Regions from separate parts of the Mus musculus genome. Here regions 1, 2, 4 and 5 are each linked to region 3. The links are chromatin contacts, called in public HiChIP or PLAC-seq and promoter capture Hi-C maps. All regions are on one chromosome and are shown on one strand. The core of a region is the stretch at or near the end of the contact, and the rest is flanking DNA. Distances in the headings are between cores, read along the strand shown.

What was found. Promoter capture Hi-C pulls out the DNA fragments that hold promoters and counts their contacts. HiChIP or PLAC-seq counts read pairs in DNA pulled down with a chosen protein or histone mark. Capture Hi-C pulls out chosen DNA fragments and counts their contacts.
Region 1: a promoter capture Hi-C map of pre-B cells shows a contact between it and region 3. The contact joins the promoter of Tmed9 here to the promoter of Cdhr2 in region 3. A contact is called at or near these places in 6 of 39 promoter capture datasets (embryonic stem cells, hippocampal neurons, liver and 2 more), 4 of 484 Hi-C or Micro-C datasets (B cells, CD4 T cells, LSK cells and 1 more), 1 of 115 datasets of contacts at active chromatin or transcription factors (bone marrow-derived dendritic cells) and 1 of 9 other capture datasets (liver).
Region 2: a promoter capture Hi-C map of adipose tissue shows a contact between it and region 3, with 2.2 times the contacts expected there. The contact joins the promoter of Lman2 here to the promoter of Cdhr2 in region 3. A contact is called at or near these places in 10 of 39 promoter capture datasets (the C10 cell line, cranial neural crest, embryonic stem cells and 5 more), 3 of 484 Hi-C or Micro-C datasets (CD4 T cells, CD8 T cells and muscle stem cells), 5 of 115 datasets of contacts at active chromatin or transcription factors (the SCID.adh cell line, embryonic stem cells, extraembryonic endoderm stem cells and 1 more) and 1 of 9 other capture datasets (adipose tissue).
Region 4: a contact with region 3 is called in an H3K27ac HiChIP or PLAC-seq map of embryonic stem cells, with 4 times the contacts expected there. The contact joins the enhancer-like site here to the promoter of Cdhr2 in region 3. A contact is called at or near these places in 2 of 39 promoter capture datasets (the HPC-7 cell line and cranial neural crest), 1 of 484 Hi-C or Micro-C datasets (embryonic stem cells) and 6 of 115 datasets of contacts at active chromatin or transcription factors (the 230-238 cell line, astrocytes, embryonic forebrain and 3 more).
Region 5: a promoter capture Hi-C map of liver shows a contact between it and region 3, with 2.1 times the contacts expected there. The contact joins the promoter of Pdlim7 here to the promoter of Cdhr2 in region 3. A contact is called at or near these places in 5 of 39 promoter capture datasets (the SN4741 cell line, hippocampal neurons, liver and 1 more), 4 of 484 Hi-C or Micro-C datasets (B cells and embryonic stem cells), 2 of 115 datasets of contacts at active chromatin or transcription factors (extraembryonic endoderm stem cells and pancreatic cancer cells) and 1 of 9 other capture datasets (liver).

The regions. Positions count from the first base shown.
Region 1 is chr13:55,591,403-55,594,512 of GRCm38.p6, forward strand. It overlaps Tmed9 (transmembrane p24 trafficking protein 9), which reads left to right and starts at 1,733. Exons shown (of 5, transcript NM_026211.3): 1 at 1,733-1,955; 2 at 2,099-2,199. The coding sequence starts at 1,772.
Region 2 is chr13:55,361,303-55,364,547 of GRCm38.p6, forward strand. Lman2 (lectin, mannose-binding 2) reads right to left here and starts at 1,481. Exons shown (of 8, transcript NM_025828.3): 1 at 1,086-1,481; 2 at 819-937. The coding sequence starts at 1,287.
Region 3 is chr13:54,699,618-54,702,842 of GRCm38.p6, forward strand. It overlaps Cdhr2 (cadherin-related family member 2), which reads left to right and starts at 1,846. Exons shown (of 32, transcript NM_001033364.3): 1 at 1,846-1,952.
Region 4 is chr13:55,337,305-55,340,833 of GRCm38.p6, forward strand. No RefSeq gene overlaps it. Among named protein-coding and RNA genes, the nearest start is that of Mxd3, 9.3 kb to the left of the region's middle. Within about 2 kb of position 2,152, at least 40 of the 459 cell types and tissues checked have an H3K27ac peak or open chromatin away from gene starts, as enhancers often do. A contact at or near this core is called in embryonic stem cells and extraembryonic endoderm stem cells, where this site is marked.
Region 5 is chr13:55,511,852-55,514,931 of GRCm38.p6, forward strand. Pdlim7 (PDZ and LIM domain 7) reads right to left here and starts at 1,595. Exons shown (of 13, transcript NM_001114088.2): 1 at 1,516-1,595; 2 at 461-567. The coding sequence starts at 556.

The DNA of each region.
Region 1 (3,110 bases), core at 483-2,982, 890 kb after region 3:
AGCAGTACTAACACTGCTGCCCCTAAAGAGGCAGCTGATATGGATGGGACCACAGGGCAGGAAGCATAGGGGATGACGTTGGCAGATCAGACTGGCCACTTCTGCCACTGTAGCTGCTGGTTCTCATGGATTATAGAGGAAATTGTTTGAGCTCTACAATCTGTACAAGTGCTTCATTGAGACCTCCTATACCCCAGAGGCCTGGAAGGGAGATGAGATCTAGCTATTCTGCAATTTCTCCTCATCAGCATTTCTGTGCTGCCCTCTGGATCTCCTGATCTCTGGAATCTCTCTGCACTATGAGCCTGTTCAGTAAAAGTTCCATGCATTCTTGTCTCAGCTACAATGTGGGACTCCCTCTTCTTGCCTGTGTGGGCTTTCCTTATCTCTATCAATCCAAAGCCTAGAGAGGAATGTGTATCCTTTATCAACCCTACAAGCATGAAGAGATTAATTTAATCCCAGCACTAGGGAGGCAGAGGTAGACAGAGCTCTATAAGATCAAGAAGGACAGCCTGGTCTGTTGTGATCATAAAAAGAGAGCGAGCTATAAGAATATGTTCTGGCGGGGTGTGGGGGAAGAGGTTGCCTTAGTGGGCCCATGCCAAGGCATCCCTTCCCCCTGAGGGACCAGACCACACTGGTATAGTATAGAATAGTTTATTTAGGGCATGGGGAAGGCAGTTAAGAGAGTAGCAGAGGCAGAGAGAAGGAGAGAGTAAAGAAGTAGGGGCTGGCCATGGCGACGTGAAGAGAGAGGGGAAGGGAATAAAGAGCAAAGGGAAAGAGGCAAGAGAGTAAGAGAGTAAGAGAGAGAGGAGGGGCCAAGCAGCCCCTTTTATAGAGCCAGGACTACCTGACTGTTGCCAGGTAACTGTGGGGCGGAGCATACTTGGCTTCTGCCAGGAACTGTGGGGGTGGAGTTTAGAGAGATACCAACATGGTCTACCTATCAAGGTCAGAGCCAGGCAGGGCTACATAGTTAGACTGTCTCAAGAAAAAAAAAAAAAAAGATGCCACAATGTATCTACTTAGTACAGACAAAGGTATTGGTGAACAACAAACACAAGACATACATAAACAACACAATGATAGTTATAAATCTTATTAATGATTAAATTAAATGTAAGTGGCATAAACCCTACAATTAAAAGGTAGAACTTGGCAAGATGGCGTTCAAAAGGCATGATCTAATTGCATGTTGCCCCTAAGAGGTTCATTTTGGAATATAAAGTAATGATATGAGTGGGAAAGAATAGACAGTGCAAATAGTAACCGAGAGTAGGATGGCTGAACATAGTGTTGTGTGCACCTTATATCCCAACCTTAAGAGTCAGAAAGATCCCTACAAATTTCAGGCCGGGGGGAGTTTGCATTGTAAATTCCAGTGAGGCAAAGCAACATAGCAAGACCCTGTGTCAAATCAAATAAAAGTAAAGAGGGATGGGGAGAGGATGGGCAAGAGGGAGAGTTGTATTACTATTGGGTGAAACAGGTTCGAACCTTGCCTCCGCTTATATGTTGCGCAGGCTGACAACTATTATCAGTCATCTCGCTATTTGGCTAAACCGAAGAAAATCCTTCCATTTTGGAGACCCCAGTCCTCAGCTTGCAGAAACCAGCCCCAATCAGGTACTGCCGCGCGGAGGCGTGGTGTATCTAGGGACTTGTAGTCCATGCGGCGGAACTCGCAGTCCCGGCAGGCACTGCGGTGGCCTCCGCTGGGCTACGTGGCTCGGCAGTCTGCGCCTGCGCAGGCAGGTGGGGCAAGATGGCTGCGGTGCGAGGCGTGCGGGTTGTCGGAAGCTCACCGGGTCTCTTGCTGGGGAGAGGGATGCGGGCCTTCCTGCTACTGCTGTGGCTTGCAGCCCGCGGAAGCGCGCTGTATTTCCACATCGGAGAAACAGAAAAGAAGTGCTTCATTGAGGAGATTCCGGACGAGACCATGGTCATCGGTGCGGGGGCGCAGGGAAGCGTTTGGGACAAGTCAGTGGTCCTGGGGCGGAGGGGGATGCGACCTGTTCCGGGTAGCTAGCCTGGCCGCGAACCCCGCACCTCTTCGAGCTTATTTCATCTTCCTTTTTCCGCCTGTCTCCAGGAAATTACCGGACGCAGCTGTATGACAAACAGCGGGAGGAGTACCAGCCAGCCACCCCTGGGCTTGGCATGTTCGTAGAGGTAAAAGACCCCGAGGACAAGGTAAGCTGGCCCTTACCCGCTCCGGTACTTCTTTGTTAGTTTCCTTATCTGTTCGATCGAGAATTTTAGTTGGTGTTGTGGGAAGATACCGGATCTTCTCTAGGAACTTGGGCCGCGGTTTCTGGACAGGTTCAGTTCACAACTTCTCAGTGACCTCTGAGTGACTCCCCCAATTCGGCTGCTTTCCCTAGCCTGTGAAATGGAAGCTCACTTACTCTAGCGATAAGTGTATTAATTGCAGTCAGTGATGGATACCAAAAAGTTGCTAATGCTAAAGTTGTTGTTTAGGCCTTAATTTCACAAAACAGAACACCTTTCAGTTTTGACAAATAATGTTTTAAAGACAAAAGGCAAAATAGTTTTGTTGTCACTAACCATCAGAATAGTTGTGGAAGTTATTTTTGACATCACCATTCATCCAAGCGCCTGGAGAGATGGCTGAGCATCAAGGAAGAGCATTTGCAGCCAGGCAAATGCTCTTAAAGCTGGCCCATGCCTTTAATCCCAGCACTTGGAGGGCAGAGACAGTTGGATCTCTCTGAGTTCCAGGCCAGCCTGGTCAACAGAGTGAGTTTCAGGACACCCAATGCTAACATTCACACAAATAAAGAAAAAAAAATACTTAAAAAAATTAACAGGCATAAAAACAAACAAACAGCCGGGCGGTGGTGGCCTTTAATCCCAGCACTTGGGAGGCAGAGACAGGTGGATTTCTGAGTTCGAGGCCAGCCTGGTCTACAAAGTGAGTTCCAGGACAGCCAGGACTACACAGAGAAACCCTGTCTCGAAAAACCAAAAAAAAACCCCAAAAACTAAAAACAAAACAAAACAGCAACATGGTGGTCATGCTGCCCCTGGAAGGTAGAGGCAGGCCAGCTCCGCCTGGGGAGCAGTTACTCGCCAGCCTGATG
Region 2 (3,245 bases), core at 231-2,730, 660 kb after region 3:
GGCCTATCCCTAAATCACTTCTTTTCTCCCCTTGGACAACCTACACTCCTTGGTGTAGACATTGCACAACACTGTTACCACACCAAGGCAATAACATCTCTGGCTCCCTGCTCTCTAAAGGCAAAGGCCACAGCCAGTAAGTTCAGTGTAGATATAGCTAACAAGACTCTCAACCTAGCACAGAGAAAGGTAACTAGGACTGTTAAATATCTTGAAGGGGGGTTCTCCCATTGCTAACCAGGAGGCATCGGGTGTATCAAGGGAATTGATAAGAGTGGAGATCAGAAAGATCAGTTGAAATACTGTTTATTCTATTCGGTGGCTATATACTACCTCAGCATAAAGTCACGAAATCTATTCATTCCAAACACCTTGTTTGAGAACTAAATCTGGTAAGGTTTGGCAAGGTCAGTACCCTACACACAGTAAAATAGGCCGTAAGGATAAAGTTTCGCCCTTCCCTCGATTAAGTGGGTTCGATTTAGTCTGACAACTCCACTCATTTCTTGTTCTATGACTTCAGGGATGTTCAACTCTGCACCTTGGCTTCTTGCTTCGTAAGCCATCAAAAAAGCAGACATCATTACTTACCTTGTGTGATTTCTGAAGAAAGAGGTGAAAGTGTTTTAAGAGTCACGCACACTTTCTGACATACAGTAACTATACAAGTCGCTCTGAACGATCTGTGCGACCAGGACAGAAAAATCGGCAGGACAAGAAAAAAAAGGAGCACGTGTATCTACTAAGCTTGGTTGCTGACGAGGCAGGGACTACTGTGTCAGTGAACGGTCATGTTCAGCCTCTTGGGAGAGCCTCACCTGGTGGTTCCAGATCGAGCCCTCTTTGCTGCGCTCGTCCGGGGTCAGGCGCACGTACTGGCTCGTCAGCATCGTGCTGCCTTGGAAGTCCCAGAGCGGCATGGAACTGGAACCGACCCCTGTGGGCAGAGACGGACGTGGACAGGTGCTCAGAGGGCCGCGCCAGAAATCTACTGCGCTGCGCTGCTCTGCTCGACAGAACGGGCCATGCCCTCCTCCATCCCACTTCGGCCCGCGTCCTCACCCTCAGCTACAGGCCTCCCTCACCTTGGTAGGGCTTGATGAGCGAGTGCTCCCGCTTGAGGTGTTCGCTGTTGCCGTCGGTGATATCCGCAGCCACCGGCCCCAGCAACAGAAGCAAATGTAGAAATGTCGTGGGGCTCGGGCCGGGGCCAGGAAGCCCAGGCCTCCCTGGGCACCGCTGACCCCAGCCCCAGCCCCAGCGCCAAAGCCAGGCCTCGGCCGCCATTCTCCTTGTTCTCTCGGCCACTTCCGCCCTAAGACTTCCGCCTTCCGGGTGTCTTTTCTAATGGTCTCCGGCCGGAAGCCCTCCAAACTAGGATCACAGGAGAGTTAAGAAGGAAAGCCTCGCCGCCAGCGGGATGGCAGCCTTATTGGCTGGCCAGCCTCCTATCCCAGTAGAGCGCGGCTCCATAACTTTGGAGGTTCCTGGTCGCCTGACAGCCGGCCACGGCCGAGGGTTCTCATGAGCGACAAGGGGATCCAACCAATCATGGAGCAGCACGTTAGGCTTGCAGGCCAACGAAATGCAGAGGTCTCTCCTGGGACGGGGGAAAGCGAGCAGCGTCGTCGAAGCGGAGCATGCTGGAACTTGTAGTTTCGCGGTCTGCTTGTGCAAGCCGAGCACCCTGCTCAGTCCTAAGCTTCTGAAAAGATGGTGACTTTGAAGTGACCTTTCCAGTACAGTGGGAAAGCCTCACTGGAGTGACTCGGTGGGTGGGGCAAATCCTTTAGGCCACCTCAAGCTAGTACCACGCCTCTGGAGACTTAAAAGAGGCCAGTTATTTGAGGACCTCCTCTACCCCGCAATGACTCCAGCAGTCAGATAGAAGCAGGAGGAGCAGATCAGATTCTGACCTGGAACCTCAGGGAACGCCGGAAGACATCTGACTCCAAAAAGTATCAGTTCTTGTTGACACACCAAGTGTGTGTGGAAGGACCCAGGACAACTGGCTCCGGATAGTTGAACACTGTGGTCTCTAGCCCAGATACCATTCTATTGTACCTATTAATCTACTTAGGAAAAAGTTTAGTTGCCAGTACTATTTTTATTTTTTTTTAAAAAAAAAAAAGGAGCTTAAATTTACCTTAGAAATCCTGATTTCAGGGGCTGCAGAGATGGCCCAAGGATTAGGCGTACTTACTGCACCAGGCTGGCCTTGAACTCACAAAGATCTACTCGCCTCTCCTTTCTAAGCACTGGAATTAAAGACATGTGCTATTTATGCATGCCTTCCAATATACTTTAAATCATCTCTAGATTACATGTAACACTTAACAAATTGTATGTAATAGTGATGTTGATAGGAAACCCCAAAAAAGTTTGTGTTCAGTAAAAAGTGTGCTGGCTAGTTTTGTTTTGGTTTTGATTTTGGTTTTTTGAGACAGGGTTTCTCTGTATAGCCCTGTCTATCCTGGAACTCACTCGACAGACCAGGCTGGCCTCAAACTCAGAAATCTGCCTGCCTCTGCCTCCCAAGTGTTGGGATTAAAGGTGTGCACTATCACCGCCCAGCAGAAGTGTGCTGGCTAGTTTTATGTCAACGTTTCACAAGCTAGAAAGGAAGGAACATTTGAGTTGAGAAAATGCCTCCATAAGATCTGGCTATAGGGCTGGAGAGATGGCTCAATGGTTAAGCGCACTAACTGCTCTTCCAGAGATCCTGAGTTCAATTCCCAGCAACCACATGGTGGCTCACAACCATCTGTAATGAGATCTGATGCCCTCTTCTGGTGTGTCTAAAGACAGTGTTAGTGTCCTCATATAAATTAAATAAATAAATCTTTAAAAAAAGATCTGGCTATAGGACATTTCCTTAATTAGTGATTGATGCTGCAGTAAGGTCCACTCCATGGTGGGTTGTGCAATCTCTGGGCTGGTAGTCCTGGGTTCTATTAAAAAACAAGCTGAGCAAACCAGTAAACAGCACCCTTCAACAGTCTCTGTATCAGCTCCTGCCTCCTCCAAGTTCCTGTCCTGTTTGAGTTCCTGTCCTGACTTTCTTTAGTGATGAACAGCCAGTGATGTAGAACTGTAACCCAAATAAACCCAATCCTCTCAAAGTTGTTTTTGGTTACAGCAATAGTAACCCTATTTAAGACAAGAAACAGGGCTGGTGAGATGGCTCGGTGGTTAAGAGCACTGACTGCTCTTCTGAAGGTTCTGAGTTCAAATCCCAGCAACCA
Region 3 (3,225 bases), core at 596-3,095:
CTTCATGTATTGGTTGGCCTTACATTGTGTTGGTGAGCTTTGCTTGTGGTGGAAAGAAACTCGTCTAAGAACTCCTGAGGTTTCTTGTGGCTTCTTGCAGCTTCAGCAAGCTCCAGCCCGTTGGTGAGACTCCCAGTTTCTTTTGATTCGTGTGTGATGTCTGTTGAGTGGACTGGACTGCAGCTGCTGATTGGGGTTTGGTGTTTCCTCGTGGACTGAACTAAGGAGAAAGAAGATTGGAAGATCCCAAAGAACTGTTTCTAAACAGGCCCACTTCCAGGGGCTGGAGAGATGGCTCAGCGGTTAAGAGCATTGACTGCTCTTCCAGAGGCCATGAGTTCAATTCCCAGTAACCACATGGTGGCTCACAACCATCTATAATGGGATCTGATGCCCTCTTCTGGTGTGTCTGAAGACAGCTACAGTGTATTCATATACATAAAATAAAAAAATAAATCTAAAACAAAAAAAGGTCCACTTCCCCATATCCTTTTTTTTGTTTGTTTTTTGTTTTTTGAGACAGGGTTTCTCTGTGTAGCCCTGGCTGTCCTGGAACTCACTCTGTAGACCAGGCAGGCTGGCCTTGAACTCAGAAATCCACCTGCCTCTGCCTCCCGAGTGCTGGGATTAAAGGCATGTGCTAACATGCCCACTCACTTCCCCATATTCTAATAAACTTTCCTACTACCTCTGGTGGGTGGTGGGCTAGAGGGGAGGTTGAACCCTTATGGAAGTAGGTTGTGAAAAATACATGCCCACACTAGGTGCTCAGCAAATACAGATTCTCCTCCTTCCTCAGAGACGTGAGGCCAGCCTTCAATGGGACCTTGCAGAACCATGAGCTCTTTGGGTAGATTGGTGCTTCCTGAGAACCCGCAGCAGCACACCAGGATTGCACAGGGATGCCTCGGTCTCCAGAGCGAACAGCAGCCACTCAGCCAGGAAGGGGCGCACGGCTGGTGAGCTGCAGCATGGGCCTCCTTCCTACTATGAGGTAAGATGAAATGAACTTGGGGACCTGTTCCCCCGAGGGAGGCCACCACTGGGAGTGTGTGGAGCCCCTGGGGCAGTGTGTGATCCTGCCCTTTGATTTTGTTTGTTTGTTTGTTTGTTTGTTTGTTTGTTTTGTTTTCATTTGTTTTTTGAGACGGGGTTTCTCTGTCTAGCCCTGGCTGCCCTGGGACTAGCTCTGTAGACCAGGTTGGCCTCAACTCAGATATCTCCCTGCCTCTACTTCCCAAGTCCTGGGATCAAAGGCACCACTGCCTGGCTTGTTTTTGTTTCTTTGAGATAACATCTTATTATGTCTGGTTTAAAACTGGTTATAGAGACCAGCTAGGCCTGGTACTCACAGGGATCCACCTGCCTCTGTCTTCTGAGTGCTGGGATTAAGGACATATGCCACTATGCCCAGTGTTGGCCCTGCCCTTTGATGTCCTGCTTAGAGGGGACAAATACAGGGCTGAAAAGGCCTTGTTGGAACTGCAGGGTGGGTACCCCTTCATGCCGGCCTCGGGGCTTGGCCTGAGGGCTCAAGGGCTTGATAGCTGTCAAGTCTCTTCATCCCAAGAGATCTCCCCACACCGCTTTCTCTACAGGTCCCCACTGAAGATGAGCCAGGAGAGGACAGAAGGTCCTGACATGACCTCTGACTGTCACCACCTCTTGCTTGCAGTGAGACCCTGGGCTGGGCATTTGCCCCTTCTCTGTCACTGGGCCTGCCTATTCCTCCAGGGTTTTGCCTGCTCTGGTCACAGCCAGTGCCTTCTGAGGAGGTGTGGTCTCTGCATGGTTAATGATTGCTCAGAAGAGGTGGAGATGGTGCCAAAGTCTGCGCTGTGTTCTGCCGGCCCCAGACGGCGCCCACCTGTGACTGGTGTACATCACTGCCTCTGGGCCCCTTCCAGGGGCTGTCCAGATCAGCTGCTTCTGGGGGGGCTCTTAGCCCGAGGGTAAGCCTGGGTGGGGGGCTGTCCTTGGGATTGAGGCAAACTTTGAGTTCTTTCAGACTCAGTTTCCTGGCATCTGGAGTATGGAGGGAACACCAAGGGGAAGAGCTAGCTGTGGCGTTAGCTACTTGTCATGGGGAGGGCGGGAATTGATGAAGCTACCCGTGAAGCCTGTTTCTTCTAGAATGTAGGGTAAGATCTCCTCTCTAGGCAGTGGCAACCTCCTGTTTGCCTTCCTAAGTCCCTGAGAAGTGAATTGGCTACCTCATCTGTTACCTAAAAGGAGAAGATGAGGAAGATGGCTGAATCTGTCCCGGAGCCTGAGGAGGAAAGGCTGGCTCCACTCCGCCAGGCTCAGATCTTCATTCAGCTCCATGCAGACTTTGAGTGAGCTGCTGACTGCTTTTGGGCCTCAGTCTTTGCGTCTGTGGAGTGGGCACAGTACTAGTAGCCCCTGGAGGGCTCGTGAATCAGATATGGCAGGGTACGGAGGCTGTCCCTCTCAGACTCAGAGATCAAACGCTAGGTCACCTCAGGGAGGACTAACGATGCTGGTCCCAACCCTAACTTAGTCCTTGTCCTGGTCACAGGGTAAAGACTCAGCCAGGCCAGCTTGTGTCTTCAAACAGGACTTACATGCTGACTGGTCCCAGGTAGCATATCAGAGAATAATGACATTCCCCTGACCAGCCTAGGCCATAGCCTGCTCTCACCTCATTCCTCAGAGGAAAACCAAAGCTGAGGACAAGGGAGGCTCGCCCAGTGCTGGACAGACAGTATGTGAAATGCTAAAATCCTAACTTGGGGCCTGATCCATACCCGTCTCTCAGAGGAAGCAGCCAGGAGGGCGGGCACCATCTCTGGCTACAGGAAGCCCGGTATCCCTGGAAACTTAAAGGTCCCTGGGTCCGTATCTTGGGGAGCTGGATCACTTGGCTGGGCTGGTGGAATTAGGAGAGACCTTTGTTAGGCTCAGCAGAATGGTACCTGGGTCTAGCCTTGCCTGCAGCTGGTGATTGACCTTCTATCTTTGTTGTTGACTGTCCCTCTGATCTGATCTCTGTTTTCTTAGGGCAATGGAGAGTAACTGTGAGGTAGCTGCTTCCTTCCTGTGAGGCAGCTGTGGGAAGGAAGCAGAAGCGAAAGGAAGGGCTCAGGGAGCTGTGGAGGCTGAGGCAGGGTGGGGTGGCTGTGGGGTTAGCGAGCCCGCCCGTGGCTGAGCCTTTAGCAGGGGAGGGCTCCCTTCCTCTGTAGCCTTCCAAGATGTCCTGGGGTC
Region 4 (3,529 bases), core at 902-3,401, 640 kb after region 3:
GCCACAGGCAAAGGAGGACCAGCCTGCTGGGTGGGAGGGTGGAATTGGGGACTCGCTGGGGCAGAACTTTATAATTGGAGACCCCACTGTCTTAATGCCTGCTCTCTAGTATCTCCAGCCCTGGTTTTCTCTTTTCTTCACTCCTGGCCGGCTGCTTTTCCTTCTGCCCCACCCGGCTCCAGGCATCCCCTCTCCTGCCCCACCCCTCCCCAGGCATCTCATCTTCTGCCCCGCCACAGATGTCCCTTCTTTTGTTCCACTCTGTAGTTCTGCCCCACTGCAGATGTCTCCTCATGTTTCACTCTGTAGTTTCTCTGACACATAAAACAAGCTGAGGAAAAGTGTCCCTCACTCTGGATTAAGGGTCCCTGTGGTAAATTACCCACCCTGTGAACTATCCATTGCCCTTGCTTACAGACTTGAGGGGAAAGGGTCAAAGGGACAGAAGCTTCACTCCAAAGCTTTCGAACCTTGGACCCTAGAGGATTCAGAATTCATTAAGGCCGCGTGGTATTAAAGAGGCAGGTGGAGCAAATATCCTAAGCAGGCCTGTCCTCTTTCACGGTCACCAAGGAGGAAGGAGAGCACACGGGCTCCCAAGATCTGGATGACGACATCACTATATCTTGTTTTTTGTTTTGTTTTGTTTTTCAGAGTTTTATCATTTTATGTGTATGGTGTTTTGCCTGCATGTACGTCTGGGCGTCATGCACCTGGTGTCCAGAGAGGCCAGGGAGGGTGTTGGGTCCCTTGCAACTGGAGTTACAGGTGTAGTGAGCTACCATATGGGTGATAGGAACCAAACCCAGGTGTCTTGGAAGCATGCAGTCATTACTGCTGAGCCTTCTGAGCCTCCTCTTGGCTCCTCCCCCTTTCTCTCTCTTTTTTTATTATTTGTTTGTTTGTTTGTTTGTTTTCGAGACAGGGTTTCTCTGTATAGCCGTGGCTGTCCTGGAACTCACTCTGTAGACCAGGCTGGCCTTGAAATCAGAAGGCGTGGACCACCGCGCCCGGCTCCTTTTTGTCTTCTTTTGTGTTACAAATGCAAAGGCTCCCTGGATTGTGTTTAACCCTTGAGATATCTTGGGTCATCTTCTGCACATGGGCCGGGCCTAAATATAAACGGGGGTGTGGGAGGGTGTGGGGGGTGTGGGGGTGGCCTTTAGTGGGAGATATCAGACTTTGTAACTCCTTAAGGAGCTAACAGACAGGGCAGACCATCTCCACACTCCAGCAGATCCTTCTGTGGAAGGGTTTCCTGCTGCGTGAAGCTTGGCAGGCTGTCATAGGGTCCCGTGCTTCCTGAGCATGTCACAGTTTCTGCCAAGTGTTGTCAGTAAAAGGTGCACTTTCAGAGCAGCCCCAGAAGCAGGGGAAGGAGGGCTGCATTGGATGTGGGAGAAGCCACTCACTACTTGTCTTAGGGTTTTACTGCTGTGAAGAAACATCACGACCAAGGTAACTTTTTTTTTTTAAAGAATTATTTCTTTTATGTATACAAGTACATTGTAGGTGACTTCCAGCACACCAGAAGAGGGCAACAGATGGTTGTGAGCCACCATGTGGTTGCTAGGAATAGAGCTCAGAACTAAGAGCAGTCAGTGCTCTTAACTGTTGAGCCATCTCTCAAGCCCCAACCAAGGTAGCTCTTATAAAAGACATTTATTGGGGCTGGTTTACAGCTTCTGGGATTCAGTCAATTATCATCGTGGTGGGAAGCATGGCAGCATCCAGGCAGGCACAGCACTGGAGGAGCTGAGAGTTCTACTTGTTCCAAAGGCAGACAGGAGAAGACTGGCTTCTAGGCAGCTAGGAGGAGGGTCTCTGTTGTGTCCGGCCAGCCGACTACATGTTTGGGTTCTAGGCTGGAAAGGCATTTTGGAAACCTGGAAGAGAAGAAAGGCTAGGCGGGCAAGAAAAAGATGCAGCTAAGACAATCATTCTGATCAAAGCTCAATTTTACTATTCCACACGCAGTGATGAAGCAGGGGAAGGGGGCCTGATTCCTGCCAAATAATCTTGGGATCCAGTAGCAGGGTAACCACGTGATGGCTTCAGAACTACAAAGCAGCAAGCTCCAGCAGTGGGCAAGGCAGAAAGATTGAGCAGCAAGCTCCACCCCTGAGCAAGCAGGTTTCAGGCTGGGGGAGGTTACAGGTCTCAAAGCCCACACCCACAGTGACACACTTCTTCCAACAAGGCCACACCTCCTAACAGTGCCACTCCCTGAGCCAAACACATTCAAACTACCACACTACTATAAGGGCAGGAGAACAAAGGGTTAAGGGTCAGTGCCACACCAACTCCAGTAGGATCTGTGTGACAAGTTCCACAGACTGAGGCCATAGACCTCAATAGGGGGAGACCTGCTAGAACCAGTTGTGGAACTCTTTGCAGAAGAAAAATTATTAAGCTGTAGTTCTCTTGGCAACTTATCTGTTTTGGTTTTGGTTTTGGTTTTGGTTTTTTTGAGACAGGGTTTCTCTGTGTAGCCCTGGCTGTCCTGGAACTCACTCTGTAGACCAGGCTGGCCTCGAACTCAGAAATCTGCCTGCCTCTGTCTCCCAAGTGCTGGGATTAAAGGCATGAGCCAACACACCCGGCAAATTATCTCTTTTATGTTTTCTGTTCCTTTTCCTATATACGAGATGTTTCTGATAGCTTAGGCTAAGATTTTTTTTTTTTTAAGATTTATTTTATTTTATGTATGTGAGTACACTGTAGCTGAACAGATGGTTGTGAGCTTTCATGTGGTTGTTGGGAATTGAATTTTTAGGACCTCTGCTCACTCTGGTCTGCCCCGCTCAATCCATTCAACTCTACTCTCTCAGGCCCAAAGATTTATTATTATACATAAGTACACTGTAGCTGTCTTCAGACGTGCCAGGAGAGAGTGTAAGATCTCATTATGGGTAGTTGTGAGCCACCATGTGGTAGCTAGGATTTGAACTCAGGACCTTCAGAAGAGTAGTCAGTGCTCTTACCCATTGAGCCATCTCACCAGCCCCTAGGCTATGATCTTAAACAAGTATTATGGCTATAAAATCATGTATAAGATAGTATTGATAGATAAAAATTTTTCCAACAATAATATTTTATATGCCTACACGTGTCATTGGAAATAGGCTTTGGTATATTGTTAAGAAAGCCTTAAATTAAAATAATTAGAAAAAAAAACAAAAATAAAAAAAGAGCCAGGCAGTAGTGGCACACGCTTTTAATCCCAGCTTTTGGGAGGCAGAGGCAGGTGGATTTCTGAGTTCGAGGCCAGCCTGGTCTACAAAGTGAGTTCCAGGACAGCCGGGCTACACAGAGAAACTCTGTCTCGAAAAAAAAAAAATAATAATAAAAAGTTTAAATTTATGCTTTGATAATATACAGAAAAACAGGAAGTAGATGTTAGACAATAACTGATCATAAAAATTCATTAGTTTATTCTTGGAAATTTGCCACTAGCCTTAGATGATTTTTATATTTTGATGCACCAAATGATCATAATAATGTCTGTTCTACTTGGCTGTTTTATTGA
Region 5 (3,080 bases), core at 345-2,844, 810 kb after region 3:
GTGCCTCAGTTCAAACCCTTGCTCTGCAGTGGACTTACTGAATGGGCTCCTCCAGCCCACCAAGCTCTGTCACTTGGGGAAACAGGATGACAACTGCTATTCCTTGAATAACTGGAATTAAAGTTACATCCTGCTGGGGACCTGGCTCCACAGGCTGCTCTCCTAGCTAAGTAAGATACTTCTTGGAGACATCAGCCTCCAATACCGAAGGAACAGGCTCCCCCTTGTCACTCACAGATGGCTTGGTGGGAGAGCATCAAATACCATGTCAAAGTAGGGAAGTTGGGAGTGCCTCTCTACTCTCCACCTAGTTGGGAGTCCTGGTAGTTAAGTGTCCATTTGGACCTGGATACTCCTGCCTTATTGGTCCTGGCTTGCTCCTGCTGTTTCCTCCCATGATCCTCTGGAAACCTGAGCACCCAAGAACCCTTGGGGAGTTTGTTCCCCCACCTAGGCTCACCCGAGAGATAGAGAGGGGCACATTGAAGTCCTTGCCCCCTTGCAGACGGAAGCCCCAAGGGGCTGGCCCTTCCAGCACCACCTTGAAGGAATCCATCGTGCCTGCTCCTGTGAGGAAGAAGAGAAAGTGTCTGCAATGCAAATTGGCAGGCAGGTCCAGATCTGGGCACTAGCGTTGGCCAGGCACCAAGAAGGCACGGGCGGACGCTCAACACACACAGGCACTGGGAGGCAGGTATCTCAGCTGGCTTGGCTGGGCTCCTGGCAGGCCGACCTCTCACAGACAACAGACAAGGTGGTTCCCCACCCTGCCCCCTGCCACCGGGAGGGCCTGGAGAGGCCTCTCCGAGCTCAGGTGCTTTTCTCTTCCAGGGGTTGGCTGTGGGGCTAATTGGCACTGCTTTGCCCAAGCTAACCTGGAATCTCAGGAGGGTGGCGGGGTGAGTCAGGGGCCAGCTCCCCCTCCTTCCCCGGGTCCCGGCAGGCAGGCCGCCGCCGGAGCCTGCTCGGACTATATAAGGCGTGTAAGCTGACACTGTAGAGAGCCCGAGGAGGGAGCACGTTAGGGGCTCGGGATATGAGGGGGAGGGGTGGAGAAGGAGGACGCTGGAGCGGGTCCTAGCCATTTTGGGACAGGTCGAGGCTGCTGGTGGTCAGGGCGGGACCCCTGGTCTCTGAAAGGGGAAAAGAAAAACGGGGTACTGGTCCTGTAGAGAGCGACGGGGGCCGTGTCCCTTACGCACGGCCAGAGAGGGGATCCTTTCTGGAAGCCAGAGAAAGTGGTGCCACCCACGCACGATGCTCCCTTGCCAACATGACTCTGTTTCCCTTCGTCTCCCGCCCCAGCCCCGCGCTTGGCCGCGTCCCCACCGCACACAGTGGCGCAGGCGCCAATCAGCCCCACTTCGCCGCAGGAAGGCGGGGGCGGAGGCTGCGGCCGAAGCCAGCCGAGGGAATCTGGCACTCTTCACGACCACCCACGCCCTCCCCAGCGCCTCAGCGGGCCATAGGACCCCGTAGGGTGCAGGCCAGGAACCCCCTCGCGGACGCCGGTACCTGAGTGCCCGCCTGGGCCGCTGCCTGGCAGCCTCCGGGAGCAGCGATGGGATCCGCCGCTGCGCTCTGACCCCGCCTCCGCGGACGCCGCGCCTTTTGAGCCCGCGGAAGGGGGCGGAGCCCTAGGCCACGCCCTCCCCAGGCCAAACGAGTGGACATCCCGGGGTCGGTGGGAGGCCCCACCCAGTCAAAAAACCCTGAGTCTCCAGGAGAGGGAAGGTGAGATCGGGCACTTACCCTCGCCAGTCGGGTCGCTGCCCAGCCTGTGCCCCGCTTCAGGCTCTCGCCCAAGCCCCTTGCGCCTCCCACTGGCGGAGTGGAGGAAAGCATCCGTTTGAAACCCCAGAGTTGATTGATCTCTCACCGTATTCTCTTGTAGAGGAAAATGGCATGGTAACACTTTTCTGTTAGGGATACTGTTAGAGGTCAATATTGTCAGCATCATCAGATTTCAGATTCTCTAGGAACTGGAGAAGCGAGATAGGGTAGTTTCAAGTTAGGCTTCCTGGTGTTCGGGATGTAGCTTAGTGGTGGAGCTCAGTAGCTAAGCTCTCTGGAGGCCCTTGTTTCAGTCCTCAACACCAAACCCAACCAAAGGCTTGCAGGATATAACAAACAAGTAAATACATACATAGTAAGAGCCAACGGGGGCGGGCTTAGCGCCACTTGTTGTCTGACGGTGTAAGTAGAGTCCACAGCCATGGGACTTCCACCCAGAGCCCCCAGAACCACTATTGGAATGGATTGTTTCCCATTTAACCCCAGTCCAGAGTACACAGTTCTTCCAATGCGGTTGGGATGGAAGGGGCTGCCACGGAGTGTTCTCAGAGCCCCTGCTTTAGCCTCGGTCTTAGCCAAGGGTGGGCAGAAGGAAAAGCTGAGCTCTCCTGAATGTTTGAGTCAGTAGAGAGGTGCACAGCCTCCCCTTGCCCAGCCCCCCCATCATCACACCCCCTCTTCCCCATCATTGTCCCAAGTACATAAATTCTTATGGGAGTTGTCATCCTTGAAGAAATCCTCTTCAGGTGGGTCTCTGAGTTCAAGGCCAGACTGACTGATCTATGTAGTGAGTTCCAGGACAGCCAAGGCTACACAGAGAAACCGTGTCTCGAAAAACTGAAGAAAAAAAAAAACCAAAAAAACAAAACCACCCTCTTTAGCTATCTGCTATGCTTCTGTCTCCATCACGTTTCCCTCTTTGTCCCTCGTCCCCTATACTATTGACTCTTTCTCCAGGTCTTCTATGACCTCAATTAAGTCAGCTGCAGCCTTCAGGTTTCATCCTGTTCTGACAGGAATGCTGGTCTACACCAGGTTGATCAGGGGTTTTTTCTTTTTCCATTCCTTCATTTCTATCTTCTTCTTCCCACCCCCACCCCCCCAGATACAGCGCCTTCTTCTGACCTCTCTAGGCATCTGGTGCACACATAGCGCACATATGCATGCAGGGAAAACGCCCATACGCATAAAATAAGGTCTCCTTGGGTAGACTGGCTTGAACTTGCATGGGTTCCCAGATCTTCCAGCTCTTCCCTCCGGAGGGCTGAGATCATACCAAGCCCAGC